2 separate regions of the Mus musculus genome follow, and region 2 is linked to region 1. Evidence: chromatin contacts called from public HiChIP or PLAC-seq data. All regions are on one chromosome and are shown on one strand. Each heading gives the region's core, a stretch centred on a gene start, on an enhancer-like site or on the middle of the called end of the contact. The rest is flanking DNA. Distances are from core to core; before and after follow the strand shown.

Evidence for each region. HiChIP or PLAC-seq counts read pairs in DNA pulled down with a chosen protein or histone mark.
Region 2: an H3K27ac HiChIP or PLAC-seq map of embryonic stem cells shows a contact between it and region 1, with 6 read pairs. The contact joins the promoter of St6galnac1 here to the enhancer-like site in region 1. A contact is called at or near these places in 6 of 39 promoter capture datasets (cranial neural crest, embryonic stem cells, frontonasal cranial neural crest and 3 more), 2 of 15 datasets of contacts at CTCF or cohesin (the NIH/3T3 cell line and embryonic stem cells), 11 of 484 Hi-C or Micro-C datasets (the AtT-20 cell line, the HL-1 cell line, Sertoli cells and 6 more), 11 of 115 datasets of contacts at active chromatin or transcription factors (bone marrow-derived macrophages, differentiating embryonic stem cells, embryonic basal ganglia and 3 more) and 4 of 9 other capture datasets (adipose tissue, embryonic stem cells, liver and 1 more).

Annotation. Positions count from the first base shown.
Region 1 is chr11:116,723,655-116,730,791 of GRCm38.p6, forward strand. No RefSeq gene overlaps it. Among named protein-coding and RNA genes, the nearest start is that of BC018473, 25 kb to the right of the region's middle. Within about 2 kb of position 2,132, at least 38 of the 459 cell types and tissues checked have an H3K27ac peak or open chromatin away from gene starts, as enhancers often do. A contact at or near this core is called in differentiating embryonic stem cells and embryonic stem cells, where this site is marked.
Region 2 is chr11:116,772,438-116,779,753 of GRCm38.p6, forward strand. It overlaps St6galnac1 (ST6 (alpha-N-acetyl-neuraminyl-2,3-beta-galactosyl-1,3)-N-acetylgalactosaminide alpha-2,6-sialyltransferase 1), which reads right to left and starts at 3,070. Exons shown (of 9, transcript NM_011371.2): 1 at 2,850-3,070. The coding sequence starts at 2,965.

The DNA.
Region 1 (7,137 bases), core at 882-3,381:
GACATGGTGTGAGTAGACACCGAGAGACCCTCACTGTCTACAGCCTGGTGTGATTACTTCTTGGGAGATAGCCCACTCTGTTGGGCAAGTTTCCCGAAGATCAACAAGAAGATACATTTTTAAAGATAATATTGTTTAGACGAATTAATGATTTTTATGGATTTCCTGATTTGATGTAAGTAGTTTTAGGAAGTTAGTTTGATTTTTAAAAATTTGGGGAAGTTAGGGTGGTTGTTAGAAAGCTTAAAGTTAGAATCAAGAATAGAGTGTGGGGCTGGTGAGATGGCTCAAAAGTTAAAAGCACCGACTGCTCTTCTGAAGGTCATGAGTTCAAATCCCAGCAACCATATGGTGGCTCACAACCACCCGTAACAAGATCTGACGCCCTCTTCTGGTGTGTCTGAAGACAGCCACAGTGTATTTACATATAATAAATAAATAAATCTAAAAAAAAAAAAAAGAATAGAGTGTGCTCCTTCCTCATAGACTAGCCAGGGCTGCATAGGTTAGAAAGAGGACTATTGTGAGCTTTCATGGATTACCAGTACATAATTGTAGTAGCAAGAAATATAAGCTTGGGACAAGTTAGTGATCAAGGAAAACACTTGTTCTAGGTTGGGTCTGAGTTCCTGGATCCTGCGATGTAGGGATGTGGTCACAGGTTTCCTTGTGCACCATGAGAAGGAAGGTCATGAACTCTGAGGAGGTGACTTCATTATGAATGTAAGAACAGAGACTAGATGGTTAACCAGTTTAGCGGAACAAAACTTCAAAAATAAGACTTAAGAGAGATGACCTGTTTCTTAGTAAACAAAATTGTTGTCAGCCGAGCATAGGTAAAGCTCTCTAGCATGGATTTGGCTTGCTTAAGCTTTGTTAACCTATGGCGTGAAAATTATTGCTTTGGGGTTACAATGAACTCATGGGGAGAAAGACAGATAAAAAATGCAGAGTTAGGTATAAGTTTCAAAAGAATAGGCAATCAATAATCCCGTAGTAACTCCTCTTTTGTGTAATGACCTTAATCTGTGTTTTGAAGAATATTTTTTTGTGGTGATCGTTTTTAGAGAATATGTAACTGCTCACATAGGTGGTACAGACAGGAGAAGAGGAAAAATAAAGTTGTTAGAGCCTGCTCATTGGAGTCTGGGCCATCCACCAAATATGTGCTTATAGAAAATGGTTGGAGCCAGCTCATTGGAGCTTTGCTCCATTCATCCAACCTGTCTGCCTGTCTTCCTGCCCGTCTGTCTATCTGTGAATTTTTTGGAACTTGTTTGTGGGTCTGCGTTTTGTTTCACCGTTGGAACACCACTTGTGCAGATTAAACGGAGGGGCACTGGCTACATTCCATTCCTACTGCCATGGGGATGTGGCTCGTGGGGCACGCCAACACACAGCTCAGGGGAACAGAAGGCAGCCTCCTAAGATTGGGATTCCAACCCTGTTGCCTGTGCCCTGGACAGCTCTCCCCCAACCCTACCTACTCTTGGGGCGTTGTGGGGGGGTGGTGAATTGGCGCAGAGTCAGTAACACAGATCTCAGAAGGTGAGCACGGCTGCAAGCTCCTTTAATACCCTCCACCCACGCCCCATTGGTCCCAAGAAAGCATCTCTTCTAAACCGCAGTTCCTGATTGGCTAGCACTGTTTGCACTAGCAATCGTTGGTCTCTCATCAGTCCTCAATTAGGTCCTCCGCAGGAATGCAGGTCTCTCAGGCAGTCCTCAATTAGGTCCTCCTTCATGAGCTGCTTATAGAGCTGCACGGCCCCCAGCATTTACAGACAGGCGGACCACCGTTCCTGCTTCATAGCCCACGGCTCTCTGGGTGAGAAACCGCGTGGGCTGGGGTTGAGGCTGTGGCTCCCAAACTCCCGGACACCTGCGCAGAGGAGCCGTCTGTGGGAGTCTTAAGAGGTGAAGCTCGGTAACAAAGCTTCCCCCAATAGCGGTTCTTGATGAGAGAGACAGTCCTTGCTTGTTTGTTTACTCACGGTGGAAAATGAATGCATACATTTTACTCAGGACCAACGTTAAAAACTTTTTTTGTTGTTGCAGGAGGGCGTGTCTGAGAAGGGAAGCTTATTGGCTAAACCCCGAGGGCCCATCTAGATACCTCATTAGCATGAAGAACGCTGGGTTCTGTTACATGACCAGTTGCTATGGTCCTCTTCGTAGGATGGCAGGGTCAGTTGGTCCAGGACAGGAATCTGGTTGGGAGCAGATTTAAATACCCTCGAGTCTCAATTATGAGAATTGCCAGGGTTCCTTAATCTGACCTTACCAGTTTTTCTGTTTGGTGACATGGTTCCACTTGCCCCACACTTGTTGGAATTTGCTTCATCTACCAAATGTGTGTGTGTGTGTGTGTGTGTGTGTGTGTGTGTGTGTGTGTGTGTGTCTGTCTGTGTGTGTGTGTGTGTGTGTGTGTCTGTGTGTGTGTGTGTGTGTGTGTGTGTGTGTGTGTGTGTGTGTGAGATTTTTCTTTTCCTTTCTTGCCAGCCCAGAAAATTTTGTTCCCTCTGATAAAGTCCACTGAGTGACTTTTCTTCAACTCCACTATTGGCCCTCCTTGGTTTACTCTGGTGTTGAAGCTGTCTGTCAGGAGAAATGGCCCTTCAGATTTTGTTTTTGTCTTCTCAGGACCTTCTGCCACCCTGTCAGAAGGCTCCATCTGGCCTGATGGTGGATGAGAGAGGGGGAGGGTAAGGAATCCTGCTGAGGGCTAGCCTCAGTCATGACCATTGTAGATCGTTGGGTTCAGTGTAGCCACTGAAAGCCTGTTAGTTGAAAATGGTACCCGAGTCAGAGCAGAAAGAGGCTGATGCAGTCTAAACTGCGGACCTATAAAAGTGTGAGCAGACTCATGATCTCTTTTCAAGGCTTAAGGTTTTAGAATCCCTTCTGGGAGCCTGACAGACAACTGAGCTGTCATTCTTGAGCCTGTCTATGGCTGCTGCTTTGGTTCTGGGGCGGTAGATCTTCTTTTATGGATTTTGGCTGAGCCTCGAGATATTGTATTTGTTATGTGTATGGGTGTCTGTGCATGTGTGCTGTGTGTGTGTACATGTGTGTATGTGCATAAAGTATTTTCTTCTATTGCTCTATATTTATTGAGGTGGGGTCTCTCACTGGACTCAGGGATTCCCCCCCCCCCCCCCCAGTGCTGAGAATGAGGTCACACCCAGGATTTTATTAAGTGCTGGATTCCAAAGCCAGGTCTTTAGGCTCACATGACAAGCACTTAACTGACTAAACTATCTCAGAAGTTGTCTGTTCCTTTACATCACCTTTTGAGACTCCTTAGACACCTGAGCTGTTTGCTGAGGACATGCAGGGCTTCAAGTAGGCATTGGCAGAGCACTGCTAACTCTGGAGAGCATCCAGGCAGCGGAGGGAAAAGCCAGCTGAACACCAGAACTGTCAGTCACTGAAGCAGACTTAGGAAAGCACCAACTTTAACCAAATAATAATGAGTCCTTTCAAGGGAAGATTCTAAAGTTTCTACTCCTGGGGCCAGTGAGAGGGCTCAGTGGGGGAAGCTGCTTGCCACACAAGCCTGAGGAGCTGAGTTTGAGTCCCAGAAGCTATGTAATTGTGTAAGAAGGCCCATCCCATAAAATCCTCTGATGCCTTCCATATGCATGCTGTGGATGAGTGCCCCGCATCATACACATACGCCGCTGCCAGCGGTGACGGTGACAGCAGCAGCAGCAGCAGCAACAGTAATAACAATAAATCTAGAACATTTACTATTCCAGACCCAAACATTTAAAATTCCATGAAGAGCATGTGATCTGTGTGAAAATCCTAGTAAGGGGGAAAAAAGAAAAAAATAATAAATTATAAAACAAACAGAGTTGCACATAGATCCCTAGCTATAGAGGGGGCGTGGCAGAAGATGGTGGAAACACACAGTGACTGATCAACAGAAGCAGTCGTCAGGTTGAAGGTGCAGGTTAGAAGAAAGCTCACAAACCCCCAGTTAGAATTTCCTTGGTAAAGAGAAATAGCTTGGGGCTGAAGAGATGGCTCAGCGGTTTAGAAGGGGGAACTGCTCTCAGAGGAATGTTGTTCTGTTCCCAGCACACTGGACAGCTGACCAGCACCTCTCACTGGGGTGCTGAGACAGGAGGATTAGAAATTTCAGGTTTTCTTGGCTGAGTTTGAGGCCATAAGGCCAGTCTGGGATGCCTGAAACTGAAGAAGGAGAAGGAGGAGGAGGAGGAAGAGGAAGAAGAGGAGAAGGAAAAGGAAAGGAGGAGGATGAAGAAGAAGAGGAAGAGGAAGAAGAGATAAAGATGCTGGGGAAGAGGGGAAGGAAGATGGTCCATATGCCTTTAGGTTTTCAAAAGGAAAATGGCGGCCATACCTATTGATTTATACCATAAGGGACTGGAAATTACATCACTTCATAGTTAGCAGTTATCCCTGCTAACAGATGCTGACAAGACACCTGCCTAGGAAGAGAGGACTGAGTTCAGGGCCAGTCCCTGGGGAGCCGGGAGAAGGGGCCTGTACTGTAGCTCAGGAGAGGCAAACGTTTCAAAGTATGCTTCATTTTGAGGATCTGGATGTGTGCAGAGGGGGCTCGAAGGTTCTACTGCGACCTGTCTGAGATCTAAGGATGGCCTCGGCTGGCTCTCCATGCTAAATTCCCTAAACCAATTCACTCAGTCCAGTTCATTATTTCTTGTTCACCTTCAGAGTGCTTAACTGAATGTGGGGATGACTCCTCACCGGATGATTCTGGATTAAGAGCCACCAGGAGACACAACCTCTAGTTGTATCTGTGAGGGAATTTCCAGAAAGGATTGACTGAAGAGGGGAGACCCACCCTCCAGTGGGTGATACCACCCCATCTCGGGGCCCAGGATGAATGAAAGGGGTGAGGGAGGAGACAGATGGGTACCTGCCCCTTTCTCTCCTTCTAGTCAGCGGAGATGTGAGTACAGCTGGAAGCCACTCCTCTCCCCACTGTGATGGATGCATCCCTGTGTCATGACCCAAGATAAACACTCCATCCATAAGATACCTCTGCCTTGTCAGACTGGAGGCAGAGCAGGTAGATCTCTGTGAGTTCAAGGCCAGCCTGGTCTATGGAGATAGTTCCAGGATATCCATGGCTACACAGAGAAACCTTGTCTAGTAAAACCAACCAACCAACCAAAACCCCCACAAACAAAGAAACAAACAAAACAAAACAACAGCACCCCCCCCCAACATCTTGTCATGTTTGTTTGCAGCATTGAGAAAAGTATACAGCAAATTTTAGGGATACATCCATTTCTTCATTAGAGTTTGGGAATTTTAAAATGGTTATATTATTATTATTATTTTGTTACTGTCAATGTGTGCATCTTACACGTGTATGTGCACCATGTATAGATGAATGATGTGTGCATGTGTGTGCATGGTATGTATGGGTACATGCCACAGTGCCAGTGTAGAGGTCAGAGAACGATTTGAATCCATTTTGTCCCTCCACTGTGTGAGACGCAGAGACAGAACTCAGGCAGGGCAGACAGCAAATGTCTTTACCCACCATGTCATCTCCTGGGCCCCTGCAACTTTCTCTTTTGTTAAGGTTTATTTTCTCTTATGGGTATGCGTGTCACACCCTCAGAGGCTAGAGGAGACACTGGGTCCCCTGAAGCTGGAGTCACAGATCATTGTGACCTACCTAACATGGCTGCTGGCAACTGCACTCTGCTCCTCTGGGAAGGGCAGTTTGTGCTCTTGACTGCTGGGCTATTTCTCCAGCCCCAGGACTTCATCTCTCAAGTGGCATGTGCTAGAATTTCATGGCGGCCATGAGCCAAGTAACCAATACACTCATCCACATAAATATGTCGAGTGCATGTCTTTACGGGGTTCAGAGGAACATTCTGGGCCCCTTTGGGGATCTGAAAGTAAATCCTGGATCAAAAGGAATTAATTTTAGAAGTTGATTTTGGCAAGTTTGTCAAACATATCAAGGGCTTTCAGCAGTTCAATAGAGTCACTATGGAACAAACCCAAAATGTCAGAAATGTATTTTAAGCAAACCGTATGAAAGCAGTACATCAAAGTTCCAAGGAAACACTTCCCTTTGAGCCGTGAAGGTGTATTTACACATCTGTAAATCCCCAGGGCAGAAGTGATGTATGTCTGTACACCCCACCCAGCGCTCTGAGCAACCAATTCCACTTTCGGTGTCTAAACAAATAGTATCTAAGTTAGAAGCACACTCCATCAGTCCAGCCTGTCTCGCCAAGCCTTTCTCTTGGACATGAATTGTATCACCTGACATGATCCTGGCTTGTCTAGCCCTGAAGTTCGAGGCACAGACACCTGCAGAAGCTGTCTACACTGATATGGACCCGCCACTTCTGAGGGAGGGGAGCTCCCGACTGGTGACCTGTTGTCTTGCATCTTGTGGAACCTGCACAAAACTGGACATGCTCCTTCTTGCCCATAGACTCAGCAAATGGTGGAGCTCACTCATGTGTCCTGGGTGTGCTGCCATGTGGAAGACCTGGGGGCAGTGTCTTAATTAGGATTTCCATTGCTATGAAGAGACACGTGACCGTGCCAACTAAATCTTTAAAGGCAGACATTTAACTGGGGCTGGCTTACAGTTTCAAGGTTTCATCCATCATGATAATAGCAGGAACCATGGCAGCCTGCAGGCAGACGTGGTGCCGGAGAAGGAGCTGAGAGTTCTGCATCTTGATTCAAAGGCAACCAGGAGAGCCTGGCATCCTCAGGCAGCTAGGAGTGCTACATCCACTCCAGTAGTGACCCACCTAACAGGCTGAAAAGTCTGGGCGCGGTCCCAAGGCGAAAAGTTCACGGAAACTTAAGTCTCCTGGAACCGTGGCATCCTGTATAACGAATGCTCCAAAGTCCTTGCTTTAGTTGGTAAACGGATCTGTGTGCTTTCCCTTAATATTGCTTTATTATAAGTGTTTCTAAGGATTGAATTTTTGACATATAGCTACGTTAGATTCTTCACCAGTCCTAGGCAGTCAGTCCTTGAGCCGACCCTGGGCATGGATAGCTAAGTCACTGGAGTTCACCATTATCTAGGAAGAAGGACGTTTGTGATCTAAGGAGGAACCAGAGTAGATACTTAGAACTATAGATAGCTGAGTT
Region 2 (7,316 bases), core at 1,820-4,319, 50 kb after region 1:
TGCCTTCTTCCTTTTTCCAGTGCTGGAATAAAACCCAGGGTCTCATAGATACTGGGCAAGTGCTCTACCACTGAGCCACTCCTCGTCCCCAGCCCTTTCTCCTTCTCCAAGCCTTTCTTCAGGTTATGTACTTCACATCCTGTTTGCTCTGAGGTTAGGTTGGTTTATTGGATGTCCCAGCTCTTGCTGAAATGGCCTCAACAGTCAATAGCTGAGGTTTTCCTGGGGAAACTCCCTAACTCTGCAGAACCCCTGAGTCCTATTCAGGATCCTGCCCCCCCCCCTTGCTCTGACAACATCATTGTCCACAAACACACATCTGGGAGTGTGCATTCCACTTCTTGCCTCCTGGTGAAGGAGGTGCTAAGCTCCTGTTCCCCAGCTCCCTAGGCCATGAAGACCTGGGATAGAACAGCACGGCTCTTTTTTCTTTCCGTGTGTTACACAATGGACAACAGCATTGCCATTCAACCTTCAGAAGGCTCTAGACCGCAATGGCCACCAAGCTGTTTGCCATACCCCTCCACTCAGGAGCATGTGCCACTGACTGGTGTGGTCACTAGAAGCTTCTTTCTAGCATCCCTGGAGTCCTTCAACCCCCTCCCACATCCCCATGTTGTTCTAGGGATGCCCTGACACTGTGACAGCCATTGTCCTCTGAAATGCATGCTTAAAACTGATTTCTCAAATGATATAAATACATAAAAACATGAATACAAAAATAAAGGGATACAGGCCTGTAATCCTAGCAGAGGTTGGCAGATCTCTATGAGTCTGAACCTAGCCTGGTCTTCATAGCAAATTCCAGGACAGCCAGGGACATACAGAGAGACTTTGTCTCAGAGTCCCAACAGACACAAACACATCTTATTCCTGTAAGCAGCGACCAAACTGAAGCTGTTGTGAAAACAACTGCCATTTTGAATAGGGGTCATAGGAAGTTTTAGTTGCAAGCCCTCCCTGGGTAACTGACATCCTGGTTGGCAGAAAGAGTCATGGAAATGAGTCCTTTACATCCTGGTTGGCAAGTTGAGACACGAATTCTTGGCAGATTGCCCCACCAGAATTCACTAACCCAACCAAGGAACCAGGACAAGTGAAGCACAAAGACATGTTCCTATGGAAGTCCCATCCCTAAATCCTGATTGGTGGGATAACTTGGCACAGATGTTTGTAATTTTGGAGCTGAAAACCTATGTACTATTCAGGTTCAGGGTCACAGATCAGCCTGTGCCTGATACCCAGCCCTGACTGATCAGTAGTGGTCTGAATACAATACATTTTTGCCATCTGCCTAAATACTTACTAAAATAGCCTTCAACTACTCAGTCAGCTCCCGAATCTGCGCTGTTGTTGCTGACTGGTCAGTTTTTGCTGCCCAATTCAAAGAAAGATCTTGCTCTGCTGGGCTCTTGTGCCTGCTTGGGTTGTTTTGGATGATCAAACCGTAACAATACCACAAGCGGAAACGAATACCTTCTAAATGAACTCTTGAAGCTTAGTGAACCAAACGACTGATACATTAGCAGGAGGCATAGAAGCAGTTTGCGTATTTGTGGAAAGTGTTGAACCAACCTTTCCCTCAACTCATAATCTAATGACCATTAAGGAAAGGCACAGAAATCTTTTCTAGATAAGAAAATGTTTCTAAGCCAAAGTGGTGGGTAATACTTATAATCGCCACACTTGGGTGGTAGAGACAGGGGGAATGGAAGTTCAAGGTCACCCTCAGCTATGTCACCTACAGGCGTCAAGCCCAGGCTATGGGATGGAGATGCCTGGGTTTGAATCCCTCCGTGTGACAGGCAGGGCAGTGTATTTACTGTTGAGTGACTCATCTTAGCCATCTGCCTTCCTCATAATGAGAACCTGGACCTGAGGGATCTAGAACCGGGCCCCATGCACAGAGAGACCACAGAAGGCTCAGCTACAGCAGCAGTGTGGAGTCTGTGCACACCCAGGGCTTAAGGAGTAACGAGTTAGGGAGACCCCACTTCCTGCTTCATTTCTTTCTTTGTTTTTGTTTTGTTTTGTTTTTTAATCTTAAACTGGGTCTCCTGTAGCTCATGCTGGCCTTGAACTTGCCATGTAGTTGACCTTGAATCTGCTCCTGGTCCTGCTGCCTCTGCCTCCCACGTGCTAGGATGAGCCACCATCCTAGTTTGATACCAGGAATCTGACTTTGTTCAAGCTGGGCAAGTGCTCCACCCTCTTGGCCCCCATCAGACCCAACTTCTCTGAACTTTCCTCTCATCTTGTTAGAGAATGGATGTATTGTGTTCAAATGTCAAGAGCGGTAAAAAAAACCCAAAAACAATGGAACCTTTTTTACTGAGACTGTAAAAGAAAGGTGTCCCTGCTGGAGATGTGCTGCATAATCTAGAAGTTCTTGTGGAGGAGTCCCGTGGGGCACAGGTTCGAGGCTTCCCTTCAACCCCACCAGTGGGCAATCTTGACCTTTCCGACTCCCTTTTCAGGGTGAGGAGGCCTCTGAGACATGGGAAACCCACAGGCTAGGTCTGTGCTTTGGGTCTAGGGGTGTGGAGTGTAAGAGCCAGCACTTCTGCTGCCCTACTACTCACCAGCCATGGGGGTGACTTCCCTTGTGCTGTGTGTGCCCTCTGCAGACTCTGTCCTTGGGTCCCCAACTCCTGCCTGCTTCCCATCCCACCCCCCACCTGCACAAGCCTCCTGGTGTCTCAGGCACCTTGGTCAACAGCGCCAGCTCCTTCCAGGGCTCTTTACAGGACTCCTGACCTTACTCACATGGAACCTATAGGTGGCTCTGAGTCCCTCAGGCCTCGCCTCAGGTGCTTCTCCTGGGAATCACAGGAGTGGCATCTTCTTACCTGGAATCTTTTGCCCTTGGATCCTTAACAACGAAGAGCAGAATAAAGAGCAATGCCAACACAGTCAGAAGCAGGAAAGCTTGCCTCTGGGAAAGTCCTCTGCAATATCTCGTCATGGTGGATGGCTGGTCCCTAACAGCATGTATGATGAGAGCAAGCTTCTTAAAGCAGCAGTCAGATCGCCTGCTCCTTCAGGTGAGAGCGAGGGAGCCCTGCCCTTTAGCGTGACTCTTAGCTTTCATGAAAGCACAGGTGAAAATGAGGGGTGGAGTATGCTTTAAGCTAACTTGATGGAAGGAAGAGAAACTCCTACTCAAGCAAGTTTTGTTTTGTTTTGTTTTTTGTCTCTGAAGCCAAATTCCGGAAGCTATATGAGACCATGTATCTGTCATAAACAGCCTCGCTTTTATCTGGTCATTTCCTCTCCCAGCCTCATCCATAAGTAGAAGAAGCAGAGGTTTCCAGCACACTTGGCTGTTCATGGGAGGAACCCCACAAAGTCATCATCGCGGGTGTTAGCCTCTCTGGGGTTGAGACTGGAATGTCACCAGGAAGCAGCACATCTGAGACTTGCTGTCATCCAGGGATCATTAAAGGCTTTACACAAAAGTTCTTATGGAGGGCTGGGGAGAAGGCTCCATGGGTGAGAACACAGGCTGCTATTGCAGAGGGTTCAGATTCAGTTCCCAGCAGTCACGTGGTAGCCCACAACCATCTGTAACTCCAGCTCCGGGGGGGTCTGCTGCCCTCTGCTGCCCTCCATGCACAGATACACACACACACACACACACACACACACACAAAGTGTGTGTGTATACACATATGTGTGTGTGTGTGTATATCTATATAATGTGTATACATTATACATATATAGCCATATTTAAAGGTGCTTATGGAACCTGTCCCCAAAGAATCTATAACCAATTGTCACCCCACTGTCATAGTGGAGAAAGCAGCCTTTGTGTACCAGGTGGCTCCAGAGTGCAGAGCACACCACTGCTGCAGATCCAGTTTGATCGGTCCCAAGATGGCTTTCTCAGCCTCTGCACAGAATGGTCCAAGAAATCATTCATTCTATCTGAATTTAAAGAAGAGAGAAAAGAAGCATAAGGTCCAGGGTAAGGCCTCAGTGGGTCAAACACTCCCTGCACAGCCATGAGGACCTGAGTTCAGGAGTCCCAGCACCTACGCCAAGCCAGTTGTGGTAGCACATGTCTGCATACCCGGTGATTCTGTGCCAAGATGGGAGATAGAGAAAGAAGACTCCAAGAACCTCATTAGGCCAGCTAGACTGGTATAAACCAGAGTGGCCCTGCTTTAGACAAGGTGGGAGATGTGACCCAACACTGGAGATGGTCTTCTGCACACACATACAAACATGTCCATACACATACACACATGCACATACACACACAAACACGCACATACACATGCACACACCCATGTGCACACATATACAAACATGAACATACACACACACAAACATAACTTTTGTGTAATACAATATGGCGTAACACAATAAAATCATATTTTCAGAGAACAGAAGTATGTATGGATTACTGGTTAAAGGGTCTTGGATGCTGTACAGTACAAAACACTCGCACTGCTAAAGGTGTTACTTGGAAGGTGAGGTTCTGACGGTGGATTCCTGGCCTCATTGCTCATTTCTCTCTGCTTTTGTTTCTGTCCCTAAAACTCTTGGGCCTTCATCCACAGCATGCACCAGTGTGTGCCTCAACCACCCTCCTAGGGATGAGAGAGTGCGAGCAGATGCCTAAGAAGCTGGGCTTGCAGGGCAAGGATAGGTTGAAATCTCACAGTGTCTACTGCAGCTCCTGGCACCAGAATAGTAGAACTGTAACTCCAGCTTTCCAGGGTGTGTGTGTATGCATGTGTGCGCATGTGTGTGTATAAGCATGTGTATGTGCATGTATGTGCGTGTGTGTCTAAGCATGTGTATGTGCATGTGCGTATGTGCATGTGTGTATAATCATGTGCGTGTGTATATGTGCATGTGTGAGTATGTGCATGTGTGTATGTGCATGTGTGAGTATGTGCATGTGTGTGTATTCATGTGTGTATGTGCATGTGTGTGTGCATATGTGTGTATGTGCTTGTGTGAGTATGTGCATGTGTGTATGTGCATGTGTGTATATGTGCATGTGTGTATATGTGCATATGTGTGTGCATGTGTGTATGTGCATGTGTGTGCATGTGTGTATGCATATGTTCATGTGTGTGTTCTGTTCTGTGTCTGTCTCTCTATCTCTCTGGCTTCTGTCTGTTTCCGTGCAACTCTAGAAGCACTCTCTGAATAGGCTCATGCCTACTCCTTGCTCTTGGAGCTGGGCAATGCCCAGTTGGTGAAGTGTTTTGCAAGGGTAAAGACCTAATTAGTTCAATCCTCAAAAGCCATGTGAAAGAAAACAGAGGCCGGGGGCGGAGGTGGAAGGGGGAAGCACCAGGGGCAGGAACGCTGGCTCAGCAGACTAAGATCCCTGCTGTCAACCCTGGTGGTCCCCAGAATCCAGGTCCAGGTGGAAGGAGAGGACCAACCCCCCAGGGCTGTCCTCTGACACCAGTGCTCCAGCCCAATAGTAAAAAAGTCAAATTGAAATCTAAAAGCAGGGCATGGTGATGCATGCTTATAATTCTAGCAATGGGGAGTCAGAGACAGGCAGATCCCTGGGGTTCAATGACCAGCACAGCCTACTTGGAGGTAGGAGACCAAAACAGGAATAATGTGCCTTGCAGGTTAAGGGTTGTGTTCGAAGTTAAGACAATTACAAGGAAGTTCCCATTTGTCCCATGGTAAGCTCTTGCAAGTTAAGGTTTCTATTTGTTATTAAGAAAAAGATCTTGTTCCTTAGATCTGATGTCAACTGTTTGCAACCCCATTCACCTGGTGTACATGCTAAGGTGTTCCTTCCCTTCGGTTGGATCTAACAATGTATAACAGCCAACTCCCTCCTGTGTACACCTTATCTCTCCTATAAAAGGGACTTCAAAAGGCCAGCGGGGGCTGCTTTCACAAATCCCGACTTAGGGTAAGACAGGCTGGCCAGTCTCAGGTACACCGAAAAATGCAGCTTGCTTTAATTGGACAGTCATGGATTTGGTTTCTTCTCCTTACAGTTCTCAGGTTTAACAGTGGGTACCCAGCCAATAAGAGTTCCTGTCTCAGCAAAAGGGGATGGCTAATGGGAGTGACAAGCTAAGTTGTCTTTAATCTCCACCTGCATATGCTTGCACTCACCCCCCCCCACACACACACACATGCACACACGAACATGCATGCATACACATGAGAGCTGTAAGTGGTTTTATAGTGATCGAAGGGCCAATGTGTTAGACTATGCAATGACGCCGGGCGTGGTGGCGCACGCCTTTAATCCCAGCACTCAGGAGGCAGGCAGATTTCTGAGTTCGAGGCCAGCCTGGTCTACAAAGTGAGTTCCAGGACAGCCAGGGCTATACAGAGAAACCCTGACTCGAAAAACCAAAAAAAAAAAAAAAAAAAAAAAAAAAAAAAGAATATGCAATGGCAATAGACACAGGAGTGGTGCTGTTGCCTAGAGATGACATGTCTCATTGCTCGGTCCTAGAGCTGACTGTAAAGACGCTTCTAGCTGTCAAGGGATGCATCTGATGCTAACACAAGGAATGCCACAAAGTCACACACACAAGAGATTTATTGGGGTGGTAGTATGCTACAGGCTACCTCTGAGCAGGGATAGGAAGGGGGAGACTTGAACATGTAGGCTTTATAACAGGTAAGGCACATAGGAAGTGTATAACAGGTATGACACATATGCATAGGAAGTGTAAGGTATGGCTTCCCCATTTGTTCAACCGCAGTACTTTGCTGTCTGCACTTACTCCGGGCTGGTGTTCCGGGAGTGAGGAATTGCAGTCTGAGGTTCCGGGAACTGCCGGAGCTGGCTAGGGGGTCCTGGGCCATCTGGTTCTCAGGTCTCAGGCATCCAGGTGGATGCCACAGAAGAGTTGAGAACAGAGTCGGGGCCTGCGGGCTGGGTCTAGCCCAGGGCCTGGGAAGAAAATGGGGGAGCTCCGACTAGTCCTAGGGGAGTCCCTTGGCTTGGCAGTGGCGTCGGTCTTGGGCTTGGCTTGGCAGAGAGGTCTTCTATGGAAGATTAGACGGTGGAGGCTCTATAGACAAAGGCCTCCATGACTCTCCATGGCTCCCCACGGTGGATCCTAATGAGAAGAGGCAGTCTGTGGTTTTAAGACATTTATTGACATGGAAGAAAGTGGATGAATAAAAAAAAAACCATGCCCCACTTCTCAGGGCTGGCCTGAGGTTAAATACCTTTTGCAGGGAGGAGTATCTGGGAAAGAAAGCTTATTGGCTAAGCCCTCCAGACCTTTTTTTTTTTAAGATTTATTTACTTATTATAAGTAAGCACACTGTAGCTGTCTCCACATACTCCTCCAGAAGACAGAGTC